Linked DNA regions of Cricetulus griseus: region 1 is linked to region 2. A link is a contact called in public Micro-C data. All regions are on one chromosome and are shown on one strand. The core of a region is the stretch at or near the end of the contact, and the rest is flanking DNA. Distances in the headings are between cores, read along the strand shown.

Evidence for each region. Hi-C and Micro-C count contacts between places; a contact is called where the count stands out from the background.
Region 1: a contact with region 2 is called in a Micro-C map of the CHO-K1 cell line, with 5 times the contacts expected there. The contact joins the promoter of Dusp12 here to the promoter of Cfap126 in region 2. A contact is called at or near these places in 2 of 8 Hi-C or Micro-C datasets (both in the CHO-K1 cell line).

What each region holds. Positions count from the first base shown.
Region 1 is chr5:21,945,805-21,952,960 of CriGri-PICRH-1.0, reverse strand. Dusp12 (dual specificity protein phosphatase 12) reads right to left here and starts at 1,255. Exons shown (of 6, transcript XM_027417056.2): 1 at 882-1,255. The coding sequence starts at 1,222.
Region 2 is chr5:21,744,153-21,750,822 of CriGri-PICRH-1.0, reverse strand. It overlaps Cfap126 (protein Flattop), which reads left to right and starts at 2,537. Exons shown (of 6, transcript XM_035445223.1): 1 at 2,537-2,955.

The sequences.
Region 1 (7,156 bases), core at 6-2,505, 200 kb before region 2:
TCTGGTGTATCCTACAGCCATCATTCCAGAAAGGACCTTGCCCTATACCCCAGAGGAGAAGATCAATACAGGTCAGGCTGGGTTTCCCCTCTCTAGATTACACTCCTTTTGTCCAATCACATTCCTATACGACTGTCTAGTCTTAATTAATCCAGGCATTTTCCCGTTCCTGTCATGTAAAACTTTGAAAATTCTCAGGCATGGCGGTGCACTAAAGGTGTGCAGCATTCTGGAGGCAGACACAGGCGGGTATCTGTGGTTTTGAAGCCCAGCCTGCTCCACGTCGCGAGTTCCAGGCCTGCCAGATCTACACAGTAAGACCTTGTCTCAAAAACAAAATTGCCATGTTTTTCTCTTGTTAGCCACAGTGACTTTTAAGACGAGGAAGAAAGGTATTTCATATGTTCACCCCAATACATCTGGCCTGAACTACATTCACTGGCATGGGCGTCTGATTTCTCTTGCAGAGCTTCTAAACCTTATCTGATGAACCCAACTCCAAAACTATAGACAGATGAGACATAAGAGAAAGATGATGGATGGATGGATGGATGGATGGATGGATGGATGGATGGATGGATGATAGATGAGGTAGGTAGAGAGATGTAGATGATAGACGAGGTAAGTGGAGAGAGAGAGATGAGGTAGGTAGAGGATGGATGGATGGACGGGCGGACAGACGGGCGGACGGATGCGGCAAAATTAGCCAAGCTAAAGACAAACCAGAGGCCGGTCTCCCCACCCTCCCCTCCTCTTTGAGCCACACGTCCCACGGAGGAGGATGAGCAGCGAGGATCTCAGCTGTGACAGCCGGTCCCTCACTCCTGGCGCTCCGCAGAAGAGCGGGACAGGGTTCGAGGCACGGCTGCCCCCTCACTCACCAGTGCACCAACACCGCCCGTCCCTCGGCTCGGGACTGGCCGATGAAGGCCGCGCAGCGATCCAGGTGGCTGAGCAAGTCGGTCTCGGGTTCGTCCAGCGCCGGCACGAAGAGGCTCCGGAGGCCTTCGAACCCGGCCCCAGCCTGGAAGCCCGGTTCCGAGTCTACCGTGAGCACGGCGGTGATGCCGGCCTCCATCAGGCGGTCTGGCTCCGCCAGCGCCGCTGCCCCGCCTAGATACAGTCCTGGCCGCACTTGCACGGTGTGCCCAGCTGAGCTGCCGGGGTTGGCAGCCGCAGCCTGGGGCTCGCCGCCATGGTTCGAGCCCTGCGCTCCCAACATGGCGGCGCCTGGAAGGCCGGCAGCCGCTGCCGGGCCACCGAGTTGCCGACTAGAGCGACCTCTGGGTACCTCCAGCCCCTTACAGCGCCGCGGGAGGACCACGGCTATGGGGAAAATGACGGATTCGGAGGAAGCTGTGCTGGGTAAGCTCCAGTCAGAGCAGCTTTCCACACAACCCTCCAAAGTTCAAGATAGAAAATAAAGTTCGTCCATGGCTGGCGCGACTGCAAAACGTGTACGGCCACTATGGAAATCAGTGAAGATGGAAATCGATCCACCTCCAGGTCCAGCAATACCTCTCTCTTGGGCATATTCACCCAAAGGACGCTTCATCCTACCACAGAGAGAGAATCTTGCCCAATCATGTTCATTGTTGCTCTATTCATAATAGCCAGAAATTGGAAACAACCTAGATGTGCCTCAACAGAAGAATGGATAAAGAAAATGTGGTACATTTACGCAATAAAGTATTTACTCAGGCAGAAAGAAAGAAAGAAAGAAAGAAAGAATGAATGAATGAATGAATGATGCAGGTAAATGGATGGAACTAGAAAAAAAATCTTTCCGAGTGAGGTAACCCCAACCCAGAAAGACAAATATGGAATGTTTTCGCTTATATGTGCATTTAAGCTATTAAGTCACTAACCAGGCTACAATCCACAGAACCACAGAGGTCAGGTATAGAGGAAGGACTAGAGTGAGACTGACAAATCTCCCCAGGAAAGGGGAATAGAGTAGATGGTTATGGATGGAGGGGAGAGCTAGAATAAAAGGATCAAATGGAGAAGGGGAGGGAAAGGAGGAGATAGAGCTAAAATTAAGGGCCATTTGAGGTGTGGTATGAAAACCTAATAAGATAGAAGCTTCATATATATATATATATATATATATATATATATATATATATGCTATCTAAATGATATCACAAAATAACGGAGGAGACAGAGCCACAACTGGATATTTCTTGTCACTAAATGAAGCTTCCAGTACCAGGATTGGATTACATCTAATTGAGTTGTTGGTCAAAAGGGTCCCATAGGAACTCCCAAACAACTCAGGCTGCTGCCGAGACTATAGGTCACTCTCCACCATCGGATGACAAGGCTCTATTGCTGAAGGCAACACCTACATAATTCATTGAACATGGAGAAGTTGAGCTGCCTACATAGAGCCTTTGCTCCTAAGTGTTAGCATCTTTGGTACAGGAAGGTACTCTGCATGCTACCAAAAGGGACATGTACATTACCAATCCAGCCACAAGCCCTTTGATCTACAGAGGTGTCCTGACCCAAGATATCCTAGTGTAATGGCGACACAAACTTATGGGAGTAACCAACCAACATCTGATTTGACTTAAGGCTCACTATAGGAGACGGAACCCAAACCCAACACTGTTTGGGTGATAGCCCAGGTTCCTAGGGTAAAACCAAATACTGCTGTTATAATACATACATACATACATACATACATACATACATACATACATACAGTAGGGTAATGACATTCTGCTATACTCATAGATCAGTGCCTTATTCAGCCATCATCAGAAAATCTTCCTCCTGCTGCAGATGGGAACAAATACAGAGACCCACAGCCAGGTATTATGTAGATAGCGAGAGATCTTGGAGCACTCAGACCTAAAGGAGATGTCTCCATCAAATCCCTTCCCTCAGAGCTCAGGGAACCCTCCAGGAGAAGAGGCAGAAAGAGCATAAGTGCCAGAGGGGATGGAGGCCACCAATAAAACAAAGCTTTCTTCTAAAGACAGCAGAATCGATGCACATATGAACTCACAGAGACGGAGACAGCATGCACAGGGCCTGCACAGGTCTGCCTCAGACGGGGTCCTACAGCTGAAAGGAGAAGTAGAAGCATGACCCATCCTAACTCAGAAGTAACCTCAAATTGATAACTGTCAGGTCAAAGGAAACTCCATTTCCAAATCTCCAGGTTCCCTCAGTGCCGGAAGTACCTGTTAGACATTTCAGAATCCATGCTACCATCTTAGCCCTTCTCACCTCCTCCCCTACCCTGAACTTTTCCAGGACTCGGGTTCCCTCCCCACAGCTACTCATTCTCCTTTTAACCCTGCTATTTTGGCCTCTCTCTCTCTCTCTCTCTCTCTCTCTCTCTCTCTCTCTCTCTCTCTCTCTCCCTCCCTCTCTCTCTCTGTCTCCCTGCAATCTCCCCACCACCACACGCTCTGCTTCTCCCATGGCCAGGTCCAGTCTACTACCTATGTTCAGGCTACTTCTTTCTCTCTCTGCCCTGAACCCTTCCAGACGCCTCTGGCTCTTCTCGCTTTCATATATACAAAAGAAAGAAAGAAAGATAGAAAGAAAGAAAGAAAGAAAGAAAGAAAGAAAGAAAGAAAGAAAGAAAGAAAGAACTTACCCTTAACCATACCATGGAGTGGCCAAATCATCAGTTTATACAATAATCACGTGAAAATGACAATTTAGTTTTCTTCAGGGGAGTCTCACTGAGGAGACAACTTCTCATGAAGGTAGGCTGCATGCCCAGCAGTAGAGGGCCAACAGAAAAGGACCTCATTGGCATCTTTGGAGGTTCCTTGTCTCATAATGTCTCCAGGGCTTTTCCTTTTTGCTCTTATTTTTGTTTTGTTTGGTTTTTAATCTTATTTTTTATTTTATTTTATCTACACTTTTCTCTCTCTTTTACCCTACAGGCCCTTTGCATGTGTATTATGGCTTCTAGTTTAGTATTTTTATGGGATTGCTGAGTGTGCAAACCAGTGAGACTCTGTCCATATCTGTTTCTTGTGCCTTTTCTTGGGTCTTCTCATTCTGTTTCTTTTGTCCTATTCCAATGTGTTAGATTTTGTTTTATTTTACTATGTTTTATTTTATTATTATTCCTTAGAAGCCTGTTTGTTTTCTAAACAGAAACAGAAAGGGGATAGGCCCAGATGGGAGGGGAAGCAGGGGGGAGTAGACAGAGGGGAAACAATAAGCAAGAGATATTATGTGTAAGGAAAAAAGTCTGTTTTCAATAAAAGGAAAAAAGAAAAGAAGTTCTCAGTTGTAGGGTAAAAGGGCCAAGGAAACTGCACCCTGACCCTGACCTGACCCTGAAACCAGGGCAAAGGAGAAACACCCTGACCCTGACCTGATGCTGAGACCAGGGCAAAGAAGAAACATCCTGACCCTGACTTGACCCCAAAGGCTCTGATGACCCCAAGACCAGAGCCAAAGGAAAAACACCCTGACCCTGACCCTGACCCTGACCCTAACCCTGACTTGACCCTGAGCCAAAGACCAGAGCCTAGCAATAGAATCTCATCAATGCCCAAGCTTGCCCCAGAGTCTGACCACAGAATCCTACCAATCTCTAAGCTTGCCCTAAGATCTGAACACAAAAATTCCCACCCATTCCAGGCCAACCTGGAAAACTCCACCACCACCCCAAGAAACTCTCTGTATAAGCTCTATCTTCTGTTCAGTTCCCTGGTGCTTCTCCCCTGAGTGGAGGCAGCCACCCTCCTGGTTTTTCCCCCCTCCGAATAAATCTCTTGTGTGAGGTTTGTTGTGCCATGTGACTTTAGTATTCCTTGGCTCCTGGTTGCCAGGATATCTTTCAAAGCTACAACACTTACACTAGATTTCTCAGATTTTAACATTAATCAGGCAGTTTTAAACCTGAAAATTGTGAGGAGAAAGACCAAGTCCAAAACTGTCCAACTAAAGCAAGCTTTATTTTAGAGGTGCACCTAGGACTAGCCAGCCGGCTGTCTCACCCTAAGTCGAGATTTTAGACAGCAGCTCAAGATGTGAAGAAGACATGATATCTATATCTATATCTATATCTATATCTATATCTATATCTATATCTAGATAGATAGATAGATAGATAGATAGATAGATAGATAGATACCAAATGGGAGATTTGGTGGTCAAAATAAATGGGGTTACAGGTGCAGAACACAAACATAACAAGTTAGTCGTAATGACCTCCCGAAACAAAGACATGATTCCAATTCCTGGAACAGGCAGTACAGAACCATTGTGGGGTGTTGTGGAATATTCCTTTATACTGCGTGAAGACATGTCACTGTGATTGGTTTAATAAAAAGCTAAATGGCCACTAGCTAGGCAGGATTTTTTCGGCAGAGAGAACCCTAGGAAGAAGGGTAGAGTTGCCAGCCAGATGGAGAAGAAGCACCAGGGGGAGTATAGAGTAGGGGTAACCAAGCCACATAAAAGAACGTAGATTAAAAGATATGGGTTAATTTAAGTTATAAGAACTAGTTAGGAGCAAGCCTAAGCAATTGACCAAGTTTTTTGTACTTAATAAGTCTCTGTGTGTTATTTTGGGTGCTGACAGATGGGACAAAAAATTCCTCCTACAGTGGGGCATAGGAAAATATTTAAGAAGCCAAGGTTTAATCATAAACAGGAATGAACCTAGTTTGTCTTTACTTTTAAGCCTAAGATGGAGGCAGGCTGGTTCTTCAGCAGAATAGCTAGTTAGGAAATAGAGGGAACAGTCCCTCAGTCCTGGTTTGCCTAGCTGGATGACTCTCAGGTGTTTTCTTCATAACTGACTGGGCCACCTACAGGAAAAAAAACAAAAAAACAAACAAACAAAAAAACAAAAAAACCTGTACTCCCCTTTCAGAAAAAAATATCACAAACAAGGCTGTTAAAAATGACTAATCTATGCTTCAGTCCAACTTTCTTGTGCTCTTTGTAAGTAAAGATCTCTTGAATCAATCTCTAGCACCCCTTCTCCAGCAACAAGCCTAGACAATGTACCTTAAAAAGCTTCCTCTTCCAGGCCAGCCTTGTCTACGAGCAAGTTCCAGGACAGCCAGGACTATGAAGAGAAACTCTGTCTTGAAAATACAAAGAAACAAAGAAAAAGTTTCCTCTTTAAGAACAGAATTCCGTAGAAAACAAAATTTACCAACACAAACTCTCCTTGATATTTAAGCTTAGCTGCAAATTAAGTATCTCAAAGTCCCAAAATGACACATAGAGTCATTCATGGGACGCATCAGAGCATCTCTTTTCCTCCTAATGCTCACACTCTCACTCTCTTCAAGAGATCCGTGTCTTCCTACTTAATAAATTCACCCACTCTTTTCACTCTTGACTCCTTCTCATATTCTTTTCTGTGGCAGATGCCAAGGGCCTGGGTAACCCCAGTAGAGGCCCCAGAATCTCCGAGGAGCGCCTCATCCTACACTGGTGGCACCCCTCCCTGTGTTGTATTTCCCTCTGCTAGTGTCGTTATATCTCTCAGGAAAGAGACAGCAGGAGCAACTGAACACAAGTTTGAAATGTAGCTCCCACCAACTCTATCAGCAGTGTCATGTCAGGCTCCACAGTAAGACTTCATTTGCCGCTCTCCTCTTGTCACCATGACAGGCAAGACCAGGTTCCTCCATCTCGGATTCTTGCTGAGTTAAGTTGCACTGTATTCAATTTTAACTAGAATGTGATCTCCTTCATGGAGAATCCATGGAAAGTTACCCGACTCTATTCTAGGAACCAAAGGCCAGTATTTCCCAACTAACTTATTTTAGCTTTGGTTAAATTGCCTGCTTGTGGGGAACACACCCCCACCCCAGCTAACTACTTATCTCAGCTTCTGTTAAAACTGCTTGCTTCAAACTGCTTACTTCTGTGAACCCCTGTTCAGCTGCTGAGCAAGATGCTGAGACATGGTTTCTTCCTTTAAAAACCCTATGGTCTGGACACTCTGGGCCATACCTGGGTCCCCAAATGCCTGGATGCAGTCCCAGCCCACTGGAAAAAGGACTTTCAGTTGGCTAAAATGTGTCTGAGTGGTCATCTCTGATGGGCTACCTGTAACAGTTACTATCCCCCAACCCCCAACACACACACAAACTCACACACACACACACTCACACATACACACACACACACACACACACACACACACACACAC
Region 2 (6,670 bases), core at 1,288-3,787:
GTGGTGCACCCCACCCCCAACCCCTGCCTGGCCCAACAGTTCCACAGTTAACTTAGGAAGATTGCCGTTCATTAAGTAACTTTCAAAGTTTGTTTTTGTTGTTTTGTTTTGTTTTTGTCTTTTGAGAAAGGGTTTCTCTGTGCTCTACAGACCAGGCTGGCCTCAAACTCAGAGATTTGCTTGCCTCTGCCTCCCCCAAGTGCTGGGATTAAAGGTGTGCACCACCACAACTGAACTTCTAGAATCTTTAATTCACTAATGTGAACTTTGAAATCATAATTGTTCGTTTCGCATTTACTTTGCATCAAGCTACTTTACAGTGCCATCAAATCCTTGTAATCATGGATTTAACCAGCATCATCAAACATTACAAGTCAGGGAAAGTTATAGACATACTTGTGATCCCATCCTATTAAGTGATGGGCCTAGATCCAAACCCTGGCCATTTACACTGATGTCCACAAGCTCCTTTTACACAGGAACTTTACTTAAAACAGCAGTTCTCAACCCATAGGTCTTGACCCCTCTGGGGGTCGAATGACCCTTTCACTGGGGTCCCATATCAGATATCCTGCATATCAGACATTTATATTACAACTTATGACAGTAGCAAAGTTATAATTATGAAGTAGCAAAGAATATAATTTTATGGTTGGGGGTCACCACACCAGGAGGAACTGTATTTTAGAGTTGCAGCATTAGGAAGGTTGAGAACCACTGATTTCAAATCTATTCTACACAGCTGGTGGTACACACCTTTAATTCCAGCACTTGGGAGGCAGAGGCTGGTGCCTCTGTGAGTTCCAGGTCAACCTGGGCTACATAGCAAGCTCCAGTAGCCAGGACTAGGGAGACCCTGTTTTCACAGAGAGGTGAGAGAGTAAAGAAACTAAGAAGTCCATGTGTCAAGAGGATAGGAAGACAGAAACTTAAGGGGATATGGGAAAGGAGCCCCTCACATCAGGGTCAGGCTGAAGAAATCTCTGGCCAATTGAGAATCAAGAACTGTAGGGCTGGGCATGGGGTCATGTGCATTTGATCCCAGCATTCAGGAGGCAGAGGTATGTGAATCTCTGTAAATTCAAGGCCAGCCTGGTCTATATGGTGAGTTTCTGGATGGCTGGAGCTACTTAATAGAAAGAACCTATCTTAAAAAAAGAAAAAGAAAAAGAAAAAGAAAGAGAAAAGAAAGTAAAGTACTGCAAACCCAATCAATTAGCAACATTTACTTAAGGCATTATGACCCTTCCCGTTTGTGAAGAAACAGTTTTCCAGGACTCTCACCACAAATCCTCCAAGCAACTCCGATGGCTCCTCTAGAACAACCCTACAAACGTGTGTTCCTAAGCAACCGTTTGAGATGCAACGTCAGGTATATATGGCTTATGTTGAGATACTTAAGTGTGACTCTCCCTGGAGAGCCCATATGAACACTTAAGTATGTCTTATTCTTTCTCATCTCTTTCTCTTAATCTTCACGTTTAAAATGTTTCAGATGTCCTTCAGGAGACATCTCCTGCCTCCACCTCCTGAGAGCTGGTATGGATTATTCGTATAGACACCACTCTGTTTAATACAGACTTAAGTACAGACACTGAAAGACAAGGGGGAGTTTAGAAAAGACAGGACACACCTTACAAACCTGAGTGTGGGTGCGGCTTCTCAAAAAAGAAAGACCGGACATTGGACTGCAGTCACTAAATAATTTCCAGTCATTGTATCTTGGCTATTTCTGTGTACTCACTTGAGCAATGTAGTCTGTATCTCCTTGGGAGAAGCTGACTAAGGAGGAAATGACACCGGTTTTATGAGACAAAGTTACACATCTTCCCCTTAGTTCTCTTGGGATGCACATAGACTCTACCATCCTGGACATGAGAAGAAAACGCCCTGATGGTAAAATAGCTAAATAAAATTAATTTTTAAAAAAGATGTCTTCTAAGAAGCCAGATGTTCGTGATCCTGCTTACAGCCTCAGATGAGATGCATCCAACACCCTGTTTTTCCCTGTCACAGAGTATGTGTGTGGGGAGGGGGGCAGCCAATTTATAGACAAGGAGACTGGAAGGACACTGTGAGACAGGCATGCTGGGGTCTGAAATAGGGGAAAGGGAGAAGCCTACTTCCAGAGCCAGCTTCCTAGTGAGATCAAACAATACATGACAACTTATCAGTGTAAGGTACATTAGAACCAGCATCGTTTACAGCCACATGAAGGAGCAGTTCTAGATGACTCCATTCTCTCTCTGAGCTATCATCAGCCTTCAAGTCTTGTCAGCTTGAGTTGGTGATTCTGATTTTGGGGCAGAGATAAGCCATCCCTACTGTACCCCTCTACCCTTTTTGTTCTTTAAACATGGCTTTGTTTTGTTACATAGCATGTTCCCACTTCTACCTCCTGCTTTCAGGGTTCTTTAAATGTCCTGTATTTATTTATTCAGGTTTTCTTTTTCTTTTCTTTCTTTTTTTTTTTTTTTTTTTTTTTTTTTTTTTTTTTTTTTTTTTTTCAGACAGGGTCTGTCTATATAGTCCTGACTGTCCTGTAACTCGCTTTGAGGATCAGGCTGGCTTTGTATCTATTTTTTAAAGTTATGTGAGCCCCCTGCTGGCCAAGTCCTGGAATAGTACAAGAGACCGTGTGGCTTGTGTATTGTTAATTTTCTCATGGCTAGGACAAAATACCAGACAAAAGCTACTTATGAAGGGAGAGTTTATTATTTTCTCATGGCTAGGACAAAATACCAGACAAAAGCTACTTATGAAGGGAGAGTTTATTATGGTTCACAGTTCCAGAGTACAGTCCACCAGGGTGAGGAAGTCAAGGTGTCAGAGTGTGAAGCAGCTGCTCACACTTGAGTCTGCAGACAGGAAGCTGACGAGATGAACACTGGTCTGCGTCGGTGGTCAGCAGTTTTCCTCAGCATGGGCTGCCAGCCCCCGTGATCCACATGCCAGGTAGGTCTTCCCCTACCAGTTAAATCTGACAACACCTCCACAGACACCCAGAAGGGAGTCTCCTGGGTGATTTTAAATCTAGTGGAGTTGACAATGAAGAGCAGCCAATAACAGGGAATGGCTCCGTGAATGCACACCCCAACCCCAATACTAAGGATTGGACCCTGGCTTCTCACATGTAGACAGGCATTTCAGCACCGTGCAACATCCTCGACCCACTTTTTATGTTTTTATTTTGGAACTGGAGCTCACTAATGTTGTTTAGACTGTCCTTTAACTCATGCTGTATTTCTGGGAGGCCTTCCTCCTTCCTCAACATCACTGAACCCAGCTGAACAGTACTTACTGTTTCCAATTTAAAAATGTAAAACACACTCTTTCTTAATGTAGATGTTTCCATTTTAAACGATTTCTCCCTCTGAGTATGTCACGCCTGTAATCCAATCCCCATTGCTCAGGAGATGGAGGACGGAGGATCTGAAATTCAAGGTCAGGCTCTGCTACAGGTCAGTCTGAGCCACAGATACCCTGTCTCAAGTATATACTTTCTTTGCTGCTTCTTCATTCATTCTGATTTAGTTTGTGCCATCTTCTCTCCTATTTTCTTGAGTAGCTTGCCTAGAAAACCTACCAGCTTTTTTTTTTGTTTTTGTTATTGTACACACACACACACACACACACACACACACACTCTCACACACACACACACACTCACATACACACACACTCACTCTCTCACGGGAGAGATAATAGCAATTTCCATTAGGGGGTGCCGTGGTCTCAGAAAAGAAAATTAACTTAGCTTTTGGACTTAGAGGTGTTTTGTAACGGAAGCGGATACCTTTGTAGCCATGCATCATTTCTGGCCTTACTGTGTACAAAACTGCTTTCAGTTTTTAAGTCGAGATCCACAAATGTCTACTCCAGCACCTGTTTATCTTCTGGACCAGTGAGGGAGGATGCAGGGCTCCTTGGAGCTACTTGGGAGAAATCTTGGAGGGTTGAACATAAACCTGGAGATACTGGTTCAGATGGTCCAAACTGTGTGGTAGGGGAAGTAGATGCTTAAGTCTTTAACAATAACTGCTTACTCATCATTTTTGGTTCCATATTTTTGCAGGGGCAGGGCAGGGATATGTTAAAAGTTCAAGCTGCATACTCCTCTAAGTGCTTAGAGGACAGGTATGAGCCACAGCACAGAATCAAAGTCAGAACAACACAGGTTGCCAGTCCTGAGTGGCAAGCACCTTTGCTCTTTTTTTTTTTTTTTTTTGGTTTTTCGAGACAGGGTTTCTCTGTGTAGCTTTGGAACCTATCATGGCACTCGTTCTGGAGACCAGGCTGGCCTCGAAGTCACAGAGATCCACCTGCCTCTGCCTCCCGAGTGCTGGGATTAAAGGCGTGCGCCACCACCGCCCAGCATCCAGCCCTTTTTTTATTTTATTATTTTGAGACAGCCTTGTCATGTAGCCTAGGCTGGCCTCAAACCCATATACATCTGAGCATGGCCTTGAACTTCTGATCCTCCTGCCTCACCTCCCAAGCACTGGATACCACCTGGTTTATGCTGTGCTGGGAACCTAGCCCAGGGCTTCCTGTTTGTGAGGCCCACACACTACCAACTAGAGCCACACCCCAGCCCTTTCATTGGCCAGAATCGTTTCCGTCCTTTCTCTTCTCTCCTATTATATTGTCAGACTGTCTGGGAACAACTCACGTTATCTCTGGACGCTGTTTCTCAGCTTGGGAACAAATGGCTGACTTAATAATTTTTGTGGTGAAAAGACAAAGTGATATGCACTCCCATGCCATAGGTTGGTTCTCTCCCTCCATCTTCGGTTTCTGCCTGTCTCCCACCCCCATCTAGGTGGAAGAGAGCACTGTGGCTCCAAATATGGCTGGATTCTTTATTCGGGTTCTGGGATCAAACAACTCAGGTCATCAGATTTGTTCGAAAGTATTTTTACTCACTGAGCCATCTTTCTGGTCTCTCTGGGTATATTTTGCTTTAGTTTGTTTTGAGACAGGATCTCATTATGTAGCCATAGCTGAACTGAAACTATGTACACTGGTTGACCTCAAACTCACAGAGATCCATCTGACTCTGCTTCCTGAAGGCTGGGATTAAAGGTGTTCACCACCACACCCATTCCTTTGGGCTCTCTTAAACTAATAACAATGTTAAAATTATTGAGCCCTCTTTGTATAAAATGCCTACCATGATATGTTATGCATAGTTAATGCTCAAAACTAGGATAGTCTTCATTTCCCATGGAAGGTCACAGAAGCCTGGGCACTTCCATAAGACCTCAGTTTCCAAGGACATCCAGAACTTCACTCAGACGATTTGACTCCAGGATGGACACTGGTGGTTGTCCCCACTTAGCTCCATGTTTACACACTGCCCACAGAGCTAAGGAAAACTGCCTTAAGAACCGGTAAAGAAGACAGAAATTCTCAGCAAAATATGGGTGCAGAACTGTCACTTTGCCTCCTGTGGACAAAATGGATATTCTAGAGCAGAGACAGTCCTTGGCCCTAAAATAACTCGCCTCTCCATCACTCTAGAGAGTAATGAGAATCATGGGGACAAAGCACACTCATCTACTTTCCTACGTCACACTATCAAGCAGTTAACTGTGAGAGCCTGTAACAAGGGCTGTTCTTGCCCCGTTATCTAGAAGGGTCAGGAGTGTCCTCACGAGGGTGTGTTGGATGGGATAAAGATTTTAGGGGAAGAAAAAACTAACAATTATCTCCCCCTGAATTTTGGAGGTAGAATCTCAAGTAACCCAAGCTAGCTCCAAACTTGTAGCAATTCTCCTGTTTCAGCATCCCAGCCAAGTGCTGGGATTATAGGTGTGAGTTACCACAAGCAGCTTGCTTTTTTCTTTTTTTTTTTTCCAGTAACAATTTTATTTATCCCCCTAATTCTTACCATGGGAAAACCAGGAATCAAATGTCATTATGTCATATAAAGTTTATACTTACTTTAAACAAAAAATGTAACATAGTGTTAAAACTGGCTTTCACAAAGTGTTACAGCGTAGCTGCACTATGTACTAGTATCACAAGGCGCTAATGCAGAACGCTCTCATGCAGTTCCATTGCGTTCTTACAAAAATAGAATTAAACTGTGCGACCAGACAAGGACTTCAATTACACTACTTGGCAAAACCTTGGTATTTCAATGGAGTCTATTTTCTCTTGCAGTTCAAAAGCAAAGTCAAATATCACATCTTTTTTCAAGACTCACAAAGATGATTCGGGCTGTTTTTTTGGCACGTTTTTAATCTCTATCACCACAGCACTTATTCTCATTAAAGCAAGAGTTTTTTTTTTTTTTTTTTTTTTTAAAGATTTATTTATTATGTGTATAGTGTTCTGCCTGCATGTTGCCTGCAGGCCAGAGGAGGGCACCAGATCTCATTACAGATGGTTGTGAACCATCATGTGGTTGTAGGGAATTGAACTCAGGACCTTTGGAAGAACAAGCAGTGCTTTTAACCACTGAGCCATCTCTCCAGCCCACAGCTTGCTTTCTTTAAAAAAAGAAGGCTGGAGAGATGGCTCGGTGGTTAAGAGCACTGGCTGCTCTTCCTGAGGACCTGGGTTCAGTTCCCAGCAGCCACATGGCAGCTCACAGCTGTCTATAACTCCAGTTCCAGAAGATCTGGCATCCTCACATAGACATATATGCAGGCAAAACATCAAT